Linked DNA regions of Rattus norvegicus: region 2 is linked to region 1. The links are chromatin contacts, called in public Hi-C maps. All regions are on one chromosome and are shown on one strand. The core of a region is the stretch at or near the end of the contact, and the rest is flanking DNA. Distances in the headings are between cores, read along the strand shown.

Region 1 (6,374 bases), core at 1,772-4,271:
GGTCTAGTAATTATGTTAGGAGGGAGATAAGAGAAGGTGAGCATGACAATAATCAGAAAGTAATATACATATATATATGAAATTATCAACAAATAAATTATGAACAGCAGTAATAGCAACTAAGAATAATGTTTACAGAACGTAAAGCACTAAGGTAAGCATCATATCATTAAATTATAACAAGATTGCTATAACGAGGCTACAAACAACACTGGATTCCTTTTTTAGTGTTTGTTAAACTAAGACTCATAAGACTTACACTATGAGCCCCTTAAAGAAAGCGATCTGATGCTTTCTGCGTTTAAGAAGTTAGTGTGATGTTTCTATCTCAGATGTATACTATGCTGCGAGGATTAGAAGAGTAGAGCATTCAGGAAAGGCCATATAAGAGCCTCTGAGAATACCGTACCTCCACACCCATGGAGGGTACTATGGAAACTAAAAAAGGCCAGAAAAGGACAGCCAAATTACAAAACAGCACTTACGAAGAGAGAAATTAGGAATCTCTGGTCTCCAAAAAGAGGATATTTTCCAAGAAAGTTCAACAGTAAGGGTTACAGATCAGAAAAAAAAAAATGGCACTGATGAGCCAAATTAATATGGTTCAAGTTTCAAGGTAGAGTCAAGGGGAAACAATTTAAATAATCGAACAAATAAAACGTATGAGACACATTATGCTAATACATCTAAAATAAAATCTAAAATTCTTTCCAAGCTCCATATATTTCAGTATCTTGGGTTCCTGCCCACCTTCTCCAGTCCTCTATCCCCCCAGATTCTAATTAACCTCTGCACTCACCTTGCCTCACAGAATCTGGAGCCACCTGAGAGCTCTTCTATTACTAATATTTCAGTTTGAAACCATCTGAGATGGCCTTAACTGCTTGTCATGTCATATCCTCAAACTACTTTACTCTCTCTCTCTCTCTCTCTCTCTCTCTCTCTCTCTCTCTCTCTCTCTCTGCCGTGTGTGTGTGTGTGTGTGTGTGTGTGTGTGTGTGTGTGTGTGTGCGCACGCGCGCGCACGCGCAACGGGACATCTAGCCTCCTCTCCTTTCAAAACATTTCACTGCTTCTCAGAAAGGACTGACAGCAAATGAGAAAGATCTAGATGGGGGGGGGGGGACTGAGATTTTTACTTAACTGTTTTTAGGCCTCTTTTTAAAAAAAAATTTCAGTTTTTCCAACGAACAGTAAGAGCACCGTCTCTAAGTCTGCATGCCCGGAGAAATTCACTCTTCCTGCACTAAGACCAAGTTTTGATTTTGATGAATCATGAATCACAGTAAGAAATATACTTGCATAATAATTAGCATACAACACACGCACATAACGCACACACACAGAACAGATCAAATGCCGGCTAACTTCATGTAACAAATGGATACAACAGATGGAGCAAGTGAAATTAAGAGCAAATGCAGATGAAAGGTCACTTCCGCACTTCCTTCTTTAAAGTATAAATACAAGGCTACAGAACGGATAAAATCTTCATAGGAGGGGATGGGAAGGCAAAGTTAGAGCAGAGACTGGAGGGAGGGCCATTCAGAGCCTGCTCCACATGTGGCCCATACATATACAGCCACCAAACTAGATAAGATGGATGAAGCTAAGAAGCGCAGGCCGACAGGAACCGGGTGTAGACACAGCCAGAATACGGCAAATACATAGGCGAACTAGCAGCAAACTACTGAACTGAGAACGGGACCCCCGTTGGAGGAATTAGAGAGAGGACTGAAGAAGCTGAAGGGGCTTGCAACCCCATAAGAACAACAATGCCAACCAACCAGAGTTTCCAGGGACTAAACTACTACCCAAAGACTATACATGGACTGACCCATGGCTCCAGCTACATATGTAGTAGAGGATGGTCTTGTTGGGCACTAATGAAAGGAGAAGTTCTTGTTACTGCCAAGGTTGGGACCACAATGTAAGGGAATGTCCGGGGGTGGGGGCCGTAAGGAGGGGTGAATGGGGAGAGGAACACCCTTACAGAAGACGGGGAGGGGAGGGGAAGGTGGCTTATGGACAGGAAACCAGGAAAGAGAATAACATTTGAAATGTAAATAAAGAAATATCCAATAAAAAAAAGGACAGATAAAATCATTGATTATTTGGAATCCAATACTAAATACATTGCCTCTTAGATTCTGTCAAGTGCCTAGAAAGGAGAAAAAAGGAAGAAGAGAGATAGGGTTTGTGAAGTAAAGGTTTGAAAAGGTTTCTACAGGAAAAAAGGACCAGATTGGGTAACAAAAAGAACTGCTGAACATTGGTGAGAAAGCCTGGTATGTAGGGATGTCTCTTGCTAAGTCACAGCTATACCCATCTGAAGGCAACATTTTGCTATGTCCCATCCACCATTCACAAGTGCTGAGACGACTAAAGATGAGTTCACTAGAACTCTGTGCACTGGAGAAATGGGTGCGTTAAAATCTAAAGGTTTATTAAAATACAAATTATCAAGCCCCATTCCTAATCAGTCATAATTTATGGTGGTGTTGGTGAATTCTAGAAGCTCTCCAAGTAATCTTGAAAGACATACCTGCTAAAACACAGAGATCTGGAAAGTATGCAATGGACTAGAAGCTGAGCCTGCAGACATCTATTACTAAGCGGTCCTGGTAGGAGATGCTAGGCAGAACTCCGCCGCCTGGGAGAACACACTCCAATATTCAGGTTAGTGATGATACAGCATCACGTCGAAATGGGCCTGCAAGCTTGAAAACTGAAAAAGAGGAACAATGCACACTTATAAACTGTTTATTCGAAATAATGTCTCATCGGGTTTTCTTAGATTCCAAACTACTTTCTGTTACTCTATCTAGCTTGATGTCTTAGGAGCGCTAAAATGGAAATTAGGGAGCTGCAAGAAAAGGGGAGAGCAGAGACAGAAGGAACTCCTCCTAGCGAGATAAAGGAGGTGAAGAAAAGCAGGATGTCTTTTACATTCAGTAACCAGGGTCTCGGAGCCTTTCGTTGGGCCTCCGGTAACACTCACCATAGTTTGTGGATCTCAGCACAGGAAATAGATATCTGTACACAGGAAGACCACAACACAGCCAATGATTCGGTTACTGTGGCAACGCAAGCCCCGCCTTTCTTCGGCGTCTCCCGAGACTCCGCCTCTAAGCTGCTTCGTCTCCATTGGTTGGGAGTAATCAGGCCCCGCCCACTCACTCAGAGATCCACCCGTTGCCTCGTCGCCTGGGGCAACGAGACGCCACCTTCTCCCTTCCAACGAGTTCACTTCCGTCTGGTTGGTAGTGACCCGGAAGTTTAAGCTTCTATATGGCTTGCTTTATATATTGGTACTTCTTTAAAAAAGTAGATAACTTCCACTTTTCACTTTCTGAGCCGATGCGTAGTAGACCCTGTGTTTCTCCATTGTACACACAGCACAAAGTGTTGCTTGGTCCTTCGGAAGAGCACTCCGGAAATGAAACCCTGAGTAATAGGAAGTGATTAGATTGAGCTAGGTGTCCGGAAGGCTTGGGCGGGTTGGCATCCGAATGCCAGAGGTGTTTACAAGTTAGCCGGCTGCTGAGTGAGTGAAGAACCTGAGCGGTGAACATTGAAATAAGGATATCAGAGGTAAATCCTGGAGCCGGTCCGTGTGCCAGACGCGGTGGGAAGAGGGCAGTCTGGGTTGGAGCTCGGAGGCCATTGGTTTTTGGATTTAAAGGTTGTTCTGGGAAAAGGCTTCTGACAGAGACAAACTTGAGCTCATACTTCTCGAGAATGAGGCTGACAGTCTTAATGCTTCCACCCCCTCTCCTTTTAAACTCGGCACCCATGCATCCCCACACACCTTCACCCGGTGTTTCTTAGACAGGGACCCTCGCCGTTCGGCATTGCATGGTCCCAGCGAAGTTTCTGACTTAAATCTGTTTGCCATTGGATAGAGTTTCAGGATGCATTCCCAGGACAAGGATTTGTGATGTTCAGGAAGTTAGTCCGTGTATATCTGAGAGCAGTCAGCTTTTAGGACGTGTGGTCACCTCTTCTATAGTCTAGACTCCAGAGAGCACTTAAACTATGCCTGGTTTCCCAGTATTTAACAGGTATATGTCACCGCCTGTCAAAAGGAGATAATGAGGAACGTGGGTACTACAGGCAGGAATAATTAAAACATAACTTTTAAAGTAGAAGCATTTGCTGAATATATTGTTATTGCTTTGATTCTTTCCTATGTATACATTTCTAGGTCTTCAGTGAAAGTCTTGGATTGTATTTTCATTAGTTATGGAAAAAATGACTACTCTTAAAAGTTTTGAAAGCAAAGGTGAGTGTTTCTGCTTTGATAATAGTTCGCTTGGGTTTTTGTTTGATTGGTTGCCTGTTTTGTTTTTGGGGGGGCTGTTTTTTTATTGTTGTTTTTTGGGTTTATTTTTGGGAGCGGGAGGGCGGGATTTGAGACAGGGTTTCTCTGTGTTGTACTGACTGTCTGAGAACTCACTGGGCTTGAACTCAAAGAGATCCGCCTTGATTATCTAGTAAGGCAGGTAATACAACGGTTTATTTTATTTTTACTGTAATGTAACTATTGCCAGTGGAAAAAAGATGTTTGTGCTACATGGATCGAAAAAAAAAAAGAATACCTATATTTGATGTTGTCACTTGTCTACATCCTTTAACTGCCTCCAGAGAGAAATGTGATTTTTCGTATAGCAACAGAACTGTCTCTCAAGCGTGTGAGTAGCACTGACATCCCATAGGAGGGCAGACCATTACCACTCGGGCTCATCCCAAACCTAAAATAAGCAATTTAATTAAAAATTAAAATTGTAGACTTCTACATTAGAAATATAGCTGTGACAGTTTAGCAAACAGATAGTAAGGTCTGGGACATTTAAATAATAAGGATCTGGTGAAAATGTTTCTATGAGCAAGTGAATTTGGAAATGCTGGGTTGGATTGGTTACACAAGCATTTCCCAGTGCTGTTAGAAAACCAGTATATACCGTGAAACACTAGAGGCTAAGTGTGCACACACATTTGACCAAGCAACTGTTTATCCAGAGCCTATAGAGCAGAGATTCTCAATATGTGGGTCGTCAACCCCACATATCAGACATTTGCATTACATTTATACATAACAGTAGCAAAAATACAGCTATGAAGTAGCAACAAAATGTGGTGTTGGGTGACTACAGCATGGGAAACTTGGGTGACCACAACACGGGGAACTGTGTAAGAGAATCTCAGATTTGTAAGGTTGAGGACCACTAGACTAGAGGAAAGGTCTGGGTCTCACCTTCATAAAGGTTAATATGATTGTCTCTAGCATATTCCTCTAATGTAATAGCTAAACTTTACTAGATGATAACTGTGACATTTAAAAGACGCTAAAGCTGGGCCTCGTGGCACAGGCTTGTAATTCCAGCTACTTGGGAGACTGAGGCAGGAGGACCACAAATTCATACCCTGTTTGGGATACAGAGTCAGTTCAAGGCATGGGCAACCTAGTGAGATCCTGTCTCAAAATAGAACTGTAAAATGGGGACTGTGAGAAAGCTTTGTGCTGGACGGCTTGCTTGCCCATGCTAGGGCCTAGCTTCAGTCCCCGCTGCCCGCCCCCATGTGTCCCCCATGTATGCCAGAAGAATACTGTCTTAAAATTTACCAAGTGACATCTCAGTTTACCCGTTGATTGTTTAATTTACATATGTTCCCGAGAGTCTGTCAGACTATAAAAGGAGCTATGACTTAATGATTTAATGTAGAAGGGAAAGCCAAGTTGTTTTAAGTTTGTCACTAAAGGTTTAAATGAAGTTTCGGCATGTGTTCACAGAGTAATAAACTCATTCATTAAACATTTAATTTTCTTCTTCATGCCATGCACACTTCCTTAGCTGTAAAATGAGCTGGTAAAACGATCTGTAACTAAAGTGGCTTCTCATAGTCCAGTATGGAAGAGAGTCAGGTTATCCTGAAAGGATATAGCACTTACAGTCTTCTGCCAGCTCCCACTGGTAGAAGGATGGTGAAGCTCACGGCAGGGCTAAGGTTGTACCACAACCAGCCGCTGAAACTGAGTATTATTTTGGCTCGTGCGTTTGATGTTCTGCCTGTGCCCAGTCACGTGACTTACAAGTACTTCTGCTCATACATTTGCCCTGTCACTAGTAAGGGAAGTGTCTGTTCAGTGATGGCCTCTAATCATGCTCTTCTTCCAGAATCTAAAACAAAAATTGGTGAATTGTGACCCTCAGACCCCTTGAAAAAGTTTGCAGTCAGTTTGACGATTATAACAGTAACTGAATCCATGTAAATCAGGTGTTACCCTGAGTAAAATAGATTCCGGTGTTTTTTATTACTTACTTAACCAAAAATGTATTGCCATTAAAAAAAATGTTTTTGTCTTCTTATGT
Region 2 (6,355 bases), core at 1,327-3,826, 140 kb before region 1:
GCTTGTGGGATTCACACAAGAAGAGAGACAGCATTGGAAAGACTGTTGGTCTAACACCTTCATTTCTGCTGATGTAGAATCAGACCCGATAGGACAGGTCATTGATCATTGAGGGCTCTCATGCTAGAAGTCTCCACTTGACGGCTCCAGAGAGGCTTGGGCAATGAAGGGCATCCAATAACGTATTATTACGCATAGCTTCTGACCAGGAAGGTACCCACCATCATTCAGGGATGGGCCCCCTAGAGTGTCATACACACTAAGGTCTCAGATTTCAGGATATTAATGACTCGGCCAACGTTGCATTTTGAAGTTTGACAAGTCAAGTATACACTTGTTCTTTCTTTGACCTTGGCAAAAACAAAACAAAACAAGAAACCCAGACAAACAAAAACAAAACAAAAAACCCATGGTGTAAAATGCCTAGAACTTGTCTATTGCATCCCTTTCATAAAGAAGTAGCGCCTTCCTTGTTTGGGGAATAAACACAGTCAGGAGCTAGCCAAAACATCACACTCCATATCCTGTGAAATTGTATTGTTAAAAGCTACAATGTCCTCACTAAGTAATTCTCCTGCAGCCACGGAGACGATTCCTGATGGATAATTCTGAAATCATGAAGGGCCGGGGAGCAGAGTTTGTGGCATTTGGTTTAGACTGGGCACTGATTTCTACACACCAAGGGTGGTTAACCAGCTAAGTAGACTGTAGAAAACAGGTGAGCTACTAGTCCAAGACTTTTCAAAGGGAGCAGGCTTGAGGTGTCTGGGTGTACCTAGGCTATAGATGGGACTATTGTCTCAAGGCAGGACTATTGTCTTCTGGCTACCCTGGCTAACCCCAAGGCAAAAGGTAAGTGGGAGGGGACTGGTTCCCAGAATTCTGTAAAGTAAGTCTTGATAATAACTCCACAGATAAAATAATAAATAAAAATAAAACACCTAGGTTGTTCAGATTGACACTTAAAGGGAGGGACTCTTCCAAATGAGTAACGGTAAAGGTTCACATGTGTATCCGTATAAGTCATTCTCACTCCATTTTCTTTGTAACTGGAAAGTACTTTCAACCTGGAATGGATTGGAGACAGGCGATGCCTTCATGTGAACGTTTTTCTTAGCCTTCCGTGCCCTTGGAGGTTTCTGTGGAAGATGATACCTGTTTAAGCGTACTTGGCTGTGAGTCATCAGAAGTATCAAATGATAGGTCCACACAGTCGGCTTCGGGAGCTTTGGGATTCAATGGGGAAACTGCTACAAGGTTAAAATGGCCACATTCTCCTTGAAGTACTTCAGCAGCAGATTGAGAAATCACAAACTTGCTACATTATAAACAAAATGCCGACTAGTGAAAAGCCTCTTTTCTTTTTTGTCTTCTGTTCACTTCCCCCTACTGTGAACACCTGCTGATGCCTGAAGTGGGGGTGTTTGCCTCTGTTGTTTCACAGAAGGTAGAGGCCCCAGAGGCAGGTGCATCTGGAAAGGGCAAGTGTGAAGTCAGAGGCGCCTGTGCTTGCGTGCACCTGTGTGTGAGTGTTAGGTTTTTGTGAGACCAGGCTGGCCTTGAACTCATATACACCTGTCTCTGCCTCCTGAGTGCTGGGACTATGGTTTGTGCTACCACCACCCAAACTGAAGTATTTGTAAGAACCCAAAATTAGCATTCAAATTATTGTTTCAGTTCTCCAAGGTGACTTTGCAAGGTAGCAGCAGGACTAGTTTTTGCTGGTGGTGGCAAAGCAAGGCTATATTGAGCTTCACCTCCTTATTGGACACTTAGGTGCTGAGAACAGAGTCAGGAGGCAAGACCTGCTCCAGGGACCGTGGTTTGGAACCATATAGCCAGAGGATGGATGTTCTGCTCTGGCCTCTGGGAGTTACCACTGAAGTAGAGCTCACCCTTGTTCTGTTTCTACTAACAGCTTTAGAAGTGGGCAACGGAAAGCCAGAAGCCAAAAGATCTATGCGGGCGTACCAGCTGGCAAAGGCCCTAGTTGGCAAGGTGGGGGTGGGGGTAGGGATTTGAGCTATGGGGTGGAAATCGGTGTGATTCCAGCGTTTGATTTCGTTATTTATTTGCCTTGACTAGAGAAGGGTGGCACTGATTGCACGTCACTCTTCTGGGTCAGTGGTGCCACTGCAGGTAACTATAGTACACATCGTTTTCACGGGTCAGATGGCAGGCGGCAGGCAGCTGACGCACTTCTGAGCAAGTGAGGCCAGCGTATACATCTGGGTGAACCCAAGGTCCTGAAAAACAAGGACTGAGATACAGGGACTCATGTTTGGGGGTCTGGCACATGTCACTCTGTGTCTCTTAATGGGGACCTTGGCTTGGGATGGTGAGAGAATGACAAGGACTCTCGGTAATCCCATGGTCCTTTGCTCTTCCGAGAAGTGGCATCACTGTACCTCATACAGACACCTAAGAAATGGTCCCTGAAAGAGAATACAGAGGGACAGCTGGAAAGTGAGAGGCAGTGGGGAATTCCAACTGATGCCAGGGCAGAAGGGACAGTGACGTGGGTGAGCCTGCTTTGTGACCTGGGTCCTACCTTGTTTATTTTCAGTGTGACCTTAAGGTCACTTTGTAGGTGCAGCTTGTCTGTTGGACTCCGTTGCTTTGCTAGCAGGGTGGGGTTTTGCTGTGTCTCCTGCTCTGCTGGGGCCCACAGCTTACACTGCTGTTACTTAGCAAGCTGGCTGCATGCAGTCTCCTTTCGGTTGGCTGCGGTCTCTTTTCTCCGGGCTTCCCTCTTTTCTGAAGGACAGGTGGGGCTGTTCTAGCTTCTGACATTTGATCCCTTTCATTTCTTCAGCCTTCCAGCTGCCCCACCCTCCTGGGCCTGGGAAGCCCTGCAGCCCTGTGGTAACCCTGGGCACACAGTTCTGCCCTTTGTCCAGTTCTGCCTGACAAATTCACAGGCACTTGTTCTCCGATCTTAGGCATGACTGCCCCTCGAGAGTCCACTTTCTCAGGATCCCAGGGCTGTTCTAGGAAAACACCCCCATTCTCCTGGTTTTTAATTCTCTAGCACTGGTCTGTGCCCTTCACTCCCCCAGGGCCAGGCAAATCACCTTGACTTAACGTCCTGTTTACAACTCTGGGCAGCCCTCTAGCTGCCTGCCCCTGTTTCAGTCCTATCTGTTTGTTGTCCCACACTCTTGCCCTCGATGGCTTTCTCCTTGCAGAGGTCAGAGGTTCTCAGTGCTTTGCATCATAGCACAATTGGTAAGTCACAGGGCAGCCTCCCATGTAATATAAAAACAAATTATCTAGAATATACTGAGATTGATTTAGACATAAAAAGCAATCTTTCCTGATTTAATCAAGCCAGGTGTGGTGGCTCACACCTTTGATCCCAGCGCTGGGGAGGCAGAGGAAGGTGGATTTCTGTGAGTTCCAGGCCAGCCTGGTCTACAGAGTGAGCTCTGGGACAGCCAGGGCTACACAGAGGAACCTTGTCTTGAAAAACCGGGTGTTGTGGTGGGGGAGAATGTTTAATCATGAGTACCCTTTGTTTATTTCAAGCTGAAGACTTTATGAGCTAATTCTGAAGCACCTTTCCCCCGTCCACAGCTTCCCCTCTGTCCTTTAGACTTTGCATTAGCCTGTCCAAGAAGATTCTTTACATTTAAAAAAAAGTCACTTTTATAAGAAGTATAGGGTGCGTGTGTCATGGTATACACATGTGGCGTATGTGTATACGAGGACAACTTTGTGGAGTCAGTTTTCTCTTTGCACCTTTATGAGGGTCCCAGGATCCAGTCAGGTCAGTAGGCTTGCACAGCAAGTGCTTTCCGTGCTGAGCAACCTCGCTGGCCCACGCCCCAGAAGATTCTTTGTTGTTCGGTTGGTTTGAGACAAAAAGTCTCATTGTGTAGCTCTGGCTGGCCTTGAACTTGTTTCAGGCTGTCCTGGAGCATAGAGAGCTCCATGAGTGCTGGAATTGAAGGCCTGTGCCACCGTGCTGCCCAGGAAGGTGCTTGTCATCAATCCTGACATTGTCATCTTGAGCACTCCTCTTCCCAACTCTACTCTCGCTTCCTTGTCTTCATCTCCACCCCTTCTGCCATCGCTATGGGGGCTGTTCACTGAGCAACCTTCAGGTGGGCCATGCAACCCCTTTTGAAGCTCAAGGCAATCTTTACTAGAAAAACTAACCGCTATTGCCTTTAACTTGTGTTGAAGGCTTCTTCTCAAGTCCCACACATGGCGCTGGCAAATAATTAACTAAGTTGGTTGTGCGTCCACTCGAATTTATGTCATTGTCTGCACTGATGTCGCCACTATTCAATTCTGATTCTCCAGAGCAGTCATTCTAAACCGAGGGTGCTTTATGCCCAGGTAGGGCTGGAATGGATCCTATGAGGCTGCTGGTCGAACCAGCCTTTGAGGAGAGTGGTGTGGGTGCTCCCAGTTGCCAGGAGGAGATGGAAGGAAGTCAGGTACAGCTCCTGACTAGAGGCGCCTGACACAGAGTGAGGCTGCCAGATGTCACAACAGAAAACACAGGATAGCTGGTTACCTTGAAATTTGTTACACAGAGTGTGTTCCAAGGAACTGCCCCACGCTTATTTGCAACTGGAAAGTAATTGGGTATCTTTATCTGTCTGTTCTGGACTGGACTGTCTTTCCACCTCACTGCCCTGGACCTGGTGGTGCTGTGTAGTGTAGTCCGAGTGCCCATTTGGAAAACACTACGAGGGCGGAGGCTACTGGACACGAGAGAGTAACAGCAGAGAAGGCAAACCCACGTCATGCGTCTTGAACTTCACTCTGACAGGGCCGACATGCTCAGACATTTGTATTGGCAACTGCATATGTGTCTTGAGTCGTCCCCCATTAGAAACTGAAAGAATCTATCCTAGGTTACAAGAGCCAAAGGAGCGTCTCTGTGGAGCAGTCCTGAGGTTAGAGAGACTGGGGTGACCTGGAACACAGGCAGGGGCAGGTGCCTGCTCCACATACTTCGGTGCTATGACTGAAGGGACAGCCACCTGTGTACCGGCTGCTAGCAACACGGCTTTGAACGTGACTGCATTCGAGGGCCCTAGAGAACCCCGGGGTTTGGAGAGCCGCACACCTGGGTCGGGATTCTGGTTCCACTGCTTTCTCTGCATCCTTGGCACAGCACTCTGCTTTCATTCTAAGTGGCGTTCTCATTCATAAAACAGGCTAGTGCCTACTGTGAAGTGTTGGCAAGGAAACTGGATGTTATTTGATATTGCATCACCGCCATTACATTTAGACAGCTAATCTAAATCCCATCAGATTGGATTCACCAGGGAAGTGGGGACTTAATCCATCCCGAGTTAAGAGGGGGCAAGGGAAGTGTGTTTGTGCCGGGAACGCCTGCTTTTGAAGTCTCCTGGTTGCGTTCCTACTAATAATGTCTGTCTTCCTGACTCTTCCCTGGTGTAGGATTGACACAGATTCCTCAGATCCAAAAGACTGAAATTTCCTTCCGTCCTAATGACCCCAAGAGCTACGAGGCCTATGTGCTAAACATCATCAGGTTCCTGGAAAAGTACAAAGATTCGGCCCAGAAGGACGACATGATTTTCGAGGATTGTGGCAGTAAGTGAATGACTCACTGATGCACGTGGCCCCGCTATTGGACGAGATGTCTGTCAGTTTGCTTCACTGCTTTAGCAGTCTAAAGGCAATGTCTCTGAATTCCTGTTAGAATTTACAAGGAGGGTTAGGCTTTCACCTTACTTCACAGTGATAAAAAAGGGACGAATGATGAACAAGGAGAAATCATGTTTAAAGAGGAAATGATTTAATAAAATACCCATTTTGATAATAATAGTCATACATAATATATATCAAATATACAATAGATAATATATATCAAATATACAGTAAAATACATGCACCGTTTTTCTGCAGCATGACTTAAATTCTGTATCCTTTCCATTTTTCTCTGGCTTTTTCGTTAAGTGTGGAGAGCATTTCCCAGTTAAACAATGCTTTTGTAATAAGAGGGGAATGTACAGCTTCCAAAGACGAAACTGACGACTTCCATCTTCTTGACCATTTACCTTCCACTTGGAGACATAGCTCCAGAAAGTTCTGACCCAAACCTTCCAGATCAAAAGTATTGACAGCCTTTCAATTTCATGTCCTTGTCGTAATGCCCCTGTTTCAGAGCAAAGCTGTGGATTGGTGAAAATGTTGCTGCTGGTGCTGAAGTAATGGTCTTGTTTCCCTCAGCCCTAAGTAGCTAAGCAATCCGTTAGAGAAGTGGTTCTACACTCGAGGGTCTCTACCCTTTGGGGTGGAATGACTCTTTCTATAGGGGTGGCCTAAGACCATTGGAAAACAGATATTTACATTACAATTCAATTACAGC

What was found. A called contact is a pair of places that touch in the nucleus more often than the background predicts.
Region 2: a contact with region 1 is called in a Hi-C map of frontal cortex, with 1.8 times the contacts expected there. The contact joins the enhancer-like site here to the promoter of Nme7 in region 1. A contact is called at or near these places in 3 of 12 Hi-C or Micro-C datasets (the A7r5 cell line, frontal cortex and kidney).

The regions. Positions count from the first base shown.
Region 1 is chr13:79,187,228-79,193,601 of GRCr8, reverse strand. Nme7 (NME/NM23 family member 7) reads right to left here and starts at 3,021. Exons shown (of 14, transcript NM_138532.1): 1 at 3,002-3,021; 2 at 2,546-2,728. It overlaps Blzf1 (basic leucine zipper nuclear factor 1), which reads left to right and starts at 3,486. Exons shown (of 7, transcript NM_001017494.1): 1 at 3,486-3,594; 2 at 4,208-4,285. The coding sequence starts at 4,246.
Region 2 is chr13:79,325,117-79,331,471 of GRCr8, reverse strand. It overlaps Atp1b1 (ATPase Na+/K+ transporting subunit beta 1), which reads left to right. Exons shown (of 6, transcript NM_013113.2): 3 at 5,422-5,577. Among named protein-coding and RNA genes, the nearest start is that of Atp1b1, 12 kb to the left of the region's middle. Within about 2 kb of position 2,576, at least 16 of the 93 cell types and tissues checked have an H3K27ac peak or open chromatin away from gene starts, as enhancers often do. A contact at or near this core is called in kidney, where this site is marked.